Regions from separate parts of the Hordeum vulgare genome. Here region 1 is linked to region 2. A link is a contact called in public Hi-C data. All regions are on one chromosome and are shown on one strand. The core of a region is the stretch at or near the end of the contact, and the rest is flanking DNA. Distances in the headings are between cores, read along the strand shown.

What was found. A called contact is a pair of places that touch in the nucleus more often than the background predicts.
Region 1: a Hi-C map of seedling shows a contact between it and region 2, with 2.2 times the contacts expected there. The contact joins the enhancer-like site here to the promoter of LOC123396585 in region 2. A contact is called at or near these places in 5 of 6 Hi-C or Micro-C datasets (leaf and seedling).

What each region holds. Positions count from the first base shown.
Region 1 is chr5H:494,044,314-494,048,247 of MorexV3_pseudomolecules_assembly, reverse strand. No RefSeq gene overlaps it. Among protein-coding and RNA genes, the nearest start is that of LOC123396585, 36 kb to the right of the region's middle. Within about 2 kb of position 1,302, at least 3 of the 3 cell types and tissues checked have open chromatin away from gene starts, as enhancers often do. A contact at or near this core is called in leaf and seedling, where this site is marked.
Region 2 is chr5H:494,008,836-494,012,833 of MorexV3_pseudomolecules_assembly, reverse strand. LOC123396585 reads right to left here and starts at 2,078. Exons shown (of 2, transcript XM_045091479.1): 1 at 1,901-2,078; 2 at 288-1,806. The coding sequence starts at 1,641. The coding sequence ends at 625.

The sequences.
Region 1 (3,934 bases), core at 53-2,552, 36 kb before region 2:
CTTAGTTTGTTGCTCGATTCACGTTTAGACGTAATTTCCTATGTTCTTCTTTCAGGTGATTATCACTAAGTAAATTTAACACTATCATATATAAAATTATTAAATGTCTTTAAATCATAGTGGTAGGATATAACAACTTCTGTAATTACCTTTGTTCAAGAAAGTAAGCTAGTTCATTAAAGTAGGTTACTTTTGTTTACTATATTCTTTTGTTTAAATAATATATTTGTACCGTGGTATCCCTACACATAGTTTCAAATAAGCATGACTAAGTTAATTAACGACGGCGCATGTGTCTTGTTTTTCATGGATACACTTTAGGACGTAGGAAAATGTTATGGCATTTGTAGATCAGATTAATTATTGTACTACAATCAGACAAGAAAAGATTCTTTACACGTAACAATAGCTGGGATCAATTAAAAACTCTATTGCCATGACACGTAAATTAAAGACGTAAATTAAAAACAAGAAAAGATTCTTTACACGTTTAATAGCTGGGATCAATTAAACACGTCTAGAAGAGACCAGCCACCTCGCTGCACCCATCAGCACGCGAGATCCACATCCCGTCGTTGCGCTTCCTCGGTTTCTCTACCGTGATATTCACATCCCGACCTTCCGTTGGTCTCGCAGAAGAGACGCGTTGCTCCGGCCAGCTTGAGGCCGCCGTTGGGATCCTCACGCTGCAGCCGGCCCGCTCGGGGCCGCCATCGCTCCAGCACCAACGTCCACTCTCGTAACGGCCGGCCCACCATGGATCTTTCTTCAGTGCTGGCTCCGGCCCGCTCAAGGCCGCAGTCGCTCCAGCACCGACGGCCACTCGACGGTCGGCCTAACATGGATGGATCTTACTCTGGTGTTGTTATTTCAGCCTTTGCTCCCTCTGTTTGCTGATTTGAAGCGAGCAGCATACCAATTTCCCGACCTCAATCGGGTTACGAGAGGCCCTCTCGCGCGCAAGCACGACATCGCCAAATTCCCGAGCTCGCCCCACGGCTGTCTGGCCGCCTTCTTCGCCCCATTCCTGCGCTCACCACGCCGGAGAGGGCCGCCTGGGATGGAGAAGGCCGTCCGTACCGCCTCGCCATAGCCGTCCGCCTGGGATGGAGAAGGCCGTCCGTACCGCCTCGCCATAGCCGTCCGCCTGGGATGGAGAAGGCCGTCCGTACCGCCTCGCCATAGCCGTCTCCGCTGCCAACAAGACTATCCTCGTGTCGTACATACGGCAGGGCTAGGCCCCAGCGGAGGCGGAGAGAGCAGTCGGCGGTCGCCTGGGAGTGGATAAGAGGAAGGGAGAGAGCAGCCGGCGGGCGCCTGGGAGTGGATAAGAGGAAGGGAGAGAGCAGCCTGCGGGCGCCTGGGAGTGGATAAGAGGAAGGGGATGAACACGGTCTGGATTGGATAGAGGGTGTGTCTGTAAAAACGAAACATTATCTCAAATAAAAACAGGACCGTGGGTTGAATACCATAAAACGGGAGTTTTTTTTTTGCAAAACGTGCACGACGGGTTTTCCGACAGATTGACTATTTGTCACCCTGGATGAGGAATAGTTATTTTTCATCTCCCTTTATTTTAACATCAATGCATCGTAATTTTATGCTTTGTTATTTTTTTTCTTATTTCATACGTAGAAAGAGACCATACGAAAATATATAATCATCGTAAAAAATATTTTATGTCACGTAAAATTACAAACAAAGAAATATAGTGTAATATATATATATAATGCAATTTTTGTGGTCTTATGACCTATATCTTTGTTTTTTTATGTTAAATTTTACATAGTGAATCAATATAGAGGTAATTATTTGTATTCCCGATATAACTTATTTATAAAACAATCGTAAGATTACCTTGGGCGAAGAATAACTTATTCTGCATCCTGGGTGATAAATAGACTTTCTATATACATAGCAAAAGTGATCGTGTGTTGTAACGGAAGAAAAGAATACCATATGTTCTTAATTTAAAAAAATGGTCTATAATCTGAGTAAAATAACATTACATTCAGATTTTACATAATGTTTTAATCAAATTATATATATATAATGTTAAATTTGGAGTTACGGTCGAAGATATGGGTATTTTTTAAAACATTTCACATGTACTACGGGTTTAAAGTCAGAAACATCATGGAGTTTTCTATAAAATAGCACGATGAACTAAATTTGAAGTTACGATCTAGAAGATATGGGTATTTAAAAATATATTTATTATGTACTACGGGTTTAATGTTAGAAATATTATGGGGCTTTCTATAAAATAGCACGATGAACTAAGAATACTTATTTCCATTATTGGTATAGATAGATAGATATATGACAAATATTTCCTACCATCCGGTGGTAGTTATATGACATGTCATATATACAGTTATGTGGTGGTATATGCACTGCTCTATCATTCTAAATATTTCATACAATATATATTTATAAAAATTATTAAACAAATGTTGATCAAGCATTTGAAAAAGTTAAATGTGTATAAAGAAATATGACGATTTTTATTATGTATATAAAAATGTTAGTCGAGCATTTCGAAAATAATTGAATAAGTATTTGAAAAATGTTAATAAAAAATTTGTTAATGTTAAATGGCTATTGAAAAAATGTTAATCATGTGTTAAAAAAAATGAATTTTTTAACATGTATATAAAAACGTAAGTTAACCATTTGCAAAAATGTTAAAGAAGTATTTGACAAATGTTCATCAGGCATTTGGAAAATGTGACAATGTATGAAAAAAAATGTTAGTGCTGCATTTGAAAACGTCTTAATCAAGCATTTGAATAATGTTAAATGTGCATAGAAAAAATGTTGACCATGTGTTAAAAAAGTGTTGATCTTGTATTTGAAAAATGTTAATCAAGCATTTGAAAATGTTTGAAATAGTGTAGAGGAAAAATGTTGATCATTTATGAAAAAATGTTAACCTTGTATTTTAAAAATGTTAATTAAGCATTTAAGAATTTTTAAAACAATGTATAGGAAAAATGTTGATCATGTATTAAAAATATTAATATTGTATTTGGAAAACCGGTAAAACAATAAAAGGACTAAAGAAAAAATAAAAAATAAAAGGAAACAAAAAACAAAAAAAATACGGAAAATAGAATTCCAAATGTAACAGAAGAAAATGGAAGAAAGGGAAAAAGGCAAAAAAAAGTCAAAAGCACACGAAAAAAACCAAATGACCAATGCAAAACCAGCGGTTTTACCCTCAACTAGGTGGGTATTTTACACAGTTGAAGCTGGCATAGTGGCTAGCAGTGTTGCCACTAGTATCGGATCAAGGTTTGTACTATTTGTCTTCTTTATTATATTTTATAAAACATGCGTTAACGAACAGGCCCAGTAGCTACAGTGCTAGAGTATTTGGTTCAGCGAGAAGGAGCTAGCATTCGCGTGGAGCGATATATAGTGCCTGCAGAGGTTTTAAAGGCACTTCGATAACATTGCGATTTTTTCTGCCAAATCAGCCTACAAGCTCTATATTCAGTTAAGGGATGTACCTCACCAGTCAAGCATCCGAAACACACATAGTGGAGCTAGAATGGAACAAAATCTGGAAATTGCCGTGCCAACCAAAGATCTGCCAGTTTGTGTGGAGGTTTGCACATAATAGCTTGCCTCAGAAAATGAATATGGAGAGAAGAGGCATTGAGTGTGATACCCTCTGTGTTGTGTGCAAAAGCCAACAGGTGGATGACATGCATTTGGTTTTTTAAGTGCAAGGAAGTGAGGTGGTGTTTCTTTAGAGGGACTAGACTAAAAAAAGTTTCTTTTAGTCCCTAGGTAAAGAAACAGGAGGGACTTTTCCTTAAGGGACTAGAAAAAGACTCTACTGGAGGGACTTTTTTTTTTAGTCCACAAGATTAAAAAAAGTTTAGTCTCTTGAAAAGAAACGCCACCTGAACAAGCTATGGAGAGA
Region 2 (3,998 bases), core at 829-3,328:
GGTTTGGCCACCACTCTATCTCCCACCATTGCCATTCCCACGCTAAGCATCCAGCAAGTACGTACGTCGTCCTCAACGCTTTCGGTCGCACCGTCACCTTCTTCTAGCTCTAGCTAAAGCTTCCTCGCCCCTGCCGGCCGGTGCGCGAACCACATCATCCTCCACAACTTATCTCCATCCATCACTATCACCATCCACAGTTTATCGCTCCATCTCCGTACCGCAAAGAACCCGGCCTACTCGAGCACTATACAGATCATCTTGATCGATAAGTAATCCATCTCATCTTGATCGATAAGTAAGTAAGTAAGTTACCACCAGACATGACACAACAGCTTTTCATCTACCTTTGATGTACAATCGTGTTTGTTGTTTTCTCGTGTAAGAAAATGTGATGGAACGAACGAACGAACACCTCGCAAGTTCAGAGACCGGGACAAGGTACGTAGGTAAGCTTCTCATCCTGCTTGGGACATGTCATCCTGCTTTGGACGTGGACACGTATGGTGAGATTAATTCCGCGGTTTCCACTGGATGGCTGGCGAGAGTGCGTGTCCGGGCCCGCCGGCGACGGCGAGAAGCACGAGCACACATCCACACACCGGAGAGACCGAGAGCGCCTGGTCACCGGCCGTCGCCGCGCGGCTTCGGGGATAGGATCCAGTGCTGGCCATGGGGGCGGACGGTGAGGCCCTTGACCCTGGCGAAGAGCGTGACGGCGCGCCGGACGCCGCGGTCGTCGGCGGCCGTGAAGTAGTCGTGGCCGAACATGACGCCGCCGGGGCGCAGCACGGCCCATGCCAGGTTGATGTCCGCCCACGCCGAGTGGAAGTCGTGGCCGGCGTCCACCTCGATGAGGTCCGCGTAGACGCCCCACCGGCACAGCGCCCCGAGCGTGGACGCCGTGGAGAAGGGCAGCGGCAGCACCGTGGCCGCGGCCTCGGGCCCCGCGGCGAGCACGTTGGCCATGAACTGTGGCAGCAGCAGAGCGTCGCCGTGGCGCTGCTGCGGGACGTCGCGGCGGAAGCGGCCGCGGAAGGCCGGCCAGCCGCGGAAGTCGTCCACGCAGAGGATGGCCGGGAACAGCGAGAGGTTCCTGGCCACGGCCGCCATGTGCAGCGCCGATGCGCCCAGGAACGCGCCCAGCTCCACGATCACGTCCGGCCGCACCTCCTCGATCAGCTCCGCGAACACCGCCCCCGTCGACCCCCACCCGCGCGGCCGCGCCGCCGCCGGGTGCAGCAGCGCCGCGGTGTGCGCCGGCGGGAAGCTCGCGTACGGGCTCTCGCCGTCGAACAGCTTATCAAGAAGCGTCTTCACCACGTCCTCGGCCGGCACCGGCTGCCCGCACTCGTCCCCGAACCTGAACAGGTCGTGCGGCGGCGAGCGCGGGTAGCTCGTGCCCGTGCCGTTCGACGAGGCGGGGACGCTGGAGGAGGCAGCGGTGAGGTGCGCGGCGTGCGGCCGTATGACAGTCTGCGACGGCTTGGGCGTGGGCGGGCGGGCGGACGACGAGACGATGCCGAGCGAGTAGCCAACAGAGAAGACGATGAGGAAGGCGGTGACCCGCGGGAGGTGCGGCCGGAGCCTGGCCGGCACGCCAGACGCCGCCGCTGCCGCCGGAGGCGCACGCGGCTTCATGATCACGCACGCACGCCGGCACGCGGCTCTTCTTGTTGGATGTCCGGGCTATCAACCGGGAAAAATCTCAACTTTCGATCAGGATCCTGGAGGTTGGTTGGGGATACCGCATTTATAGATGGATAGATGGCGGGAGCCGAGCCGAGGGGCTGTTAGCTTGGCGCTCTGTGCTCCCCTTGTTTCGGGGGGGAAGAGAGATGAGATATCAGATATGCACCAACGAAACGAGAGGAGTACAAGACTGGGAGAAAGTTTCGACCTTGTCGTGTTGGTGAGGGGTGACTGCTCTGCTCTGCTTTGACGACGGGTTGGTGAGTTGTGGGTGGTGAATCTGATCGCGGTTGGTTTGGGAGCATCGGAAAAACATCAGGTAGTGGAATTTCGTGCATGCGGGAGAGAATGTCAGGAGGCCTTTCCGTGGCAGGAGGATAGTGTCAGTGTGGATACTCTGGCACTCACTGACTGTAGCCTGGTCCCTGGAGAATCTGGTTCGGCCACGTACTGTCCCGGTGAAGGTGCAACTAACTCTCATGTGTGGCGCCAATGGGGTTGTGTGTGTGTGTGTGGGGGGGGGGGGGGGGGGGCTATGCTTGGGCTGCCTTCCCCTTTGCATAGTTGCATTGTCAATTATTGGCCTAACGGCATCTGCAACGCTTACCCGTAAAACGGACACCGTATCCATCCATAAAAGGGAAGACGTGGATACGGAAACCGTTCATTCAACACTACATGTTATTCACCGAACAGTTGCCGGACATGATGAGTATCATAGAAGCGAATGGTACACACACGGCGGTCGGGGGAGAGGTGTGGAACGGAGATGGAGGAAAAGCGACGTGTAGCATAGATATACCGTTGGAGGTGACGGGCTCGTCGAGTTCCAGCAAGCGTGTGGCGTGATGACCGGGGTGATGAAGCGATAACGAAGGCAAGGTAGAAAAACTAAATGCGCGAAATGGGAGGATAGAGGTGTGAGGTTTGGGAGGGATTCTGGATGGGCCGGGGGTGTCGAAGTCCTACGTGGGTGCTTTTCAGACTCCCGCAATGTCTTCCTCCTCTCACCCCCAGTTTATTCGGGTTGTTGAAAAAAGTACGCCCAGACCATTTAACGGACCGATACAAACCCACATCAATGGCTAAATATGTCGGGATCGCACGACCCCGATGGTTTTAGCGTCCGCTTTGGAGATGCCCCAAAACCCCTTAGATAAAACTATTGGCCTAGAAAAAAGAACAGGATTTCACAATCTTGAAGCAACCAGGTAGGTTACTGGTCAAATACGGCTTCTATAACAATTCTCTGTGAACATCAGCGACACCATACTACCAGAGAGTCATCCATCCCGTTTGTCAAATTGTCAACATTCTAGAGAGCCTTAAGCTTGGTGATCAAGCATGCATGGCTAATAGTCAAGCTTTGCGTTCAAAGCAGTAGTGCGAGTGTCAAGGAAGGGTGACGGCAGATTGAGCTAAGTCAGTGAGAGCCTGTCATGATTGAGTAGGATTAAGTGGCTACCGAGTGTGTCGGTAGGTGGACGCGTTGGTTCGAACCGAGCTGTCAGGCGAGTGAGCCGCACTGCTGCAGCTGCACCAGCAAGCACGGAGCTACAACACCGGACAATCAGTATAGCTGCTGAGTACTGAGTAGCGGCATAATTAGCTCCATCGATCAGGTATGTTCTCTACTAGAGCAGCTCGCTGCCCCCTCGGGGTTTAAGCTCCGTTTTATTCAGTGTACCGGATTTGTTGGGAAATGACATTTTCAGGTGGGAGTATGTGCCTTATCATCGAAAGTGTCTCCCGAGCTCAAATGAGCTTGGTAAACAGTAAAAAATAAACTAATCCTATTTTTAACAAACATTGACAAAATTTTGAAGTGCTTGCAAAAACTCCTCATGGAATCACATTTTCGTTGGTAAAAAATCAATGCTCCAAAATACTTTGAAAGTAGTATTTTCGGAGTGTCAATTTTTTTGGCCATGCCTTCTAAGAATGTGATTACATGATAAATTTTTGCACGCACTTAAAACTTTTAAACTTTTGTCAATGTTTGTCACAAAAGAATCATAGTTATTTGTTTATTTTTTGATTTTATTGTTCGCTGAGCTCATTTGAGCTCACGAGCAGAAACTTTGCGTCCCTTTATCATGGGCAATTTGGAAGTACCGAAAAAACCATGTCTTTAACAAAATTTCAGATCATCTCCAGATCCTCGTCGACATTTCTTTTTTCCAGGGCGGCAAATGCTATTCAGACCGCGGCCAACGTCTTCCGGTCCGTATTGACGACTTTCCGAATGTATTTTATCTATGTTTTACGAAAAGGATCCAAATCTATTATTCAAATTCACTGGAAAT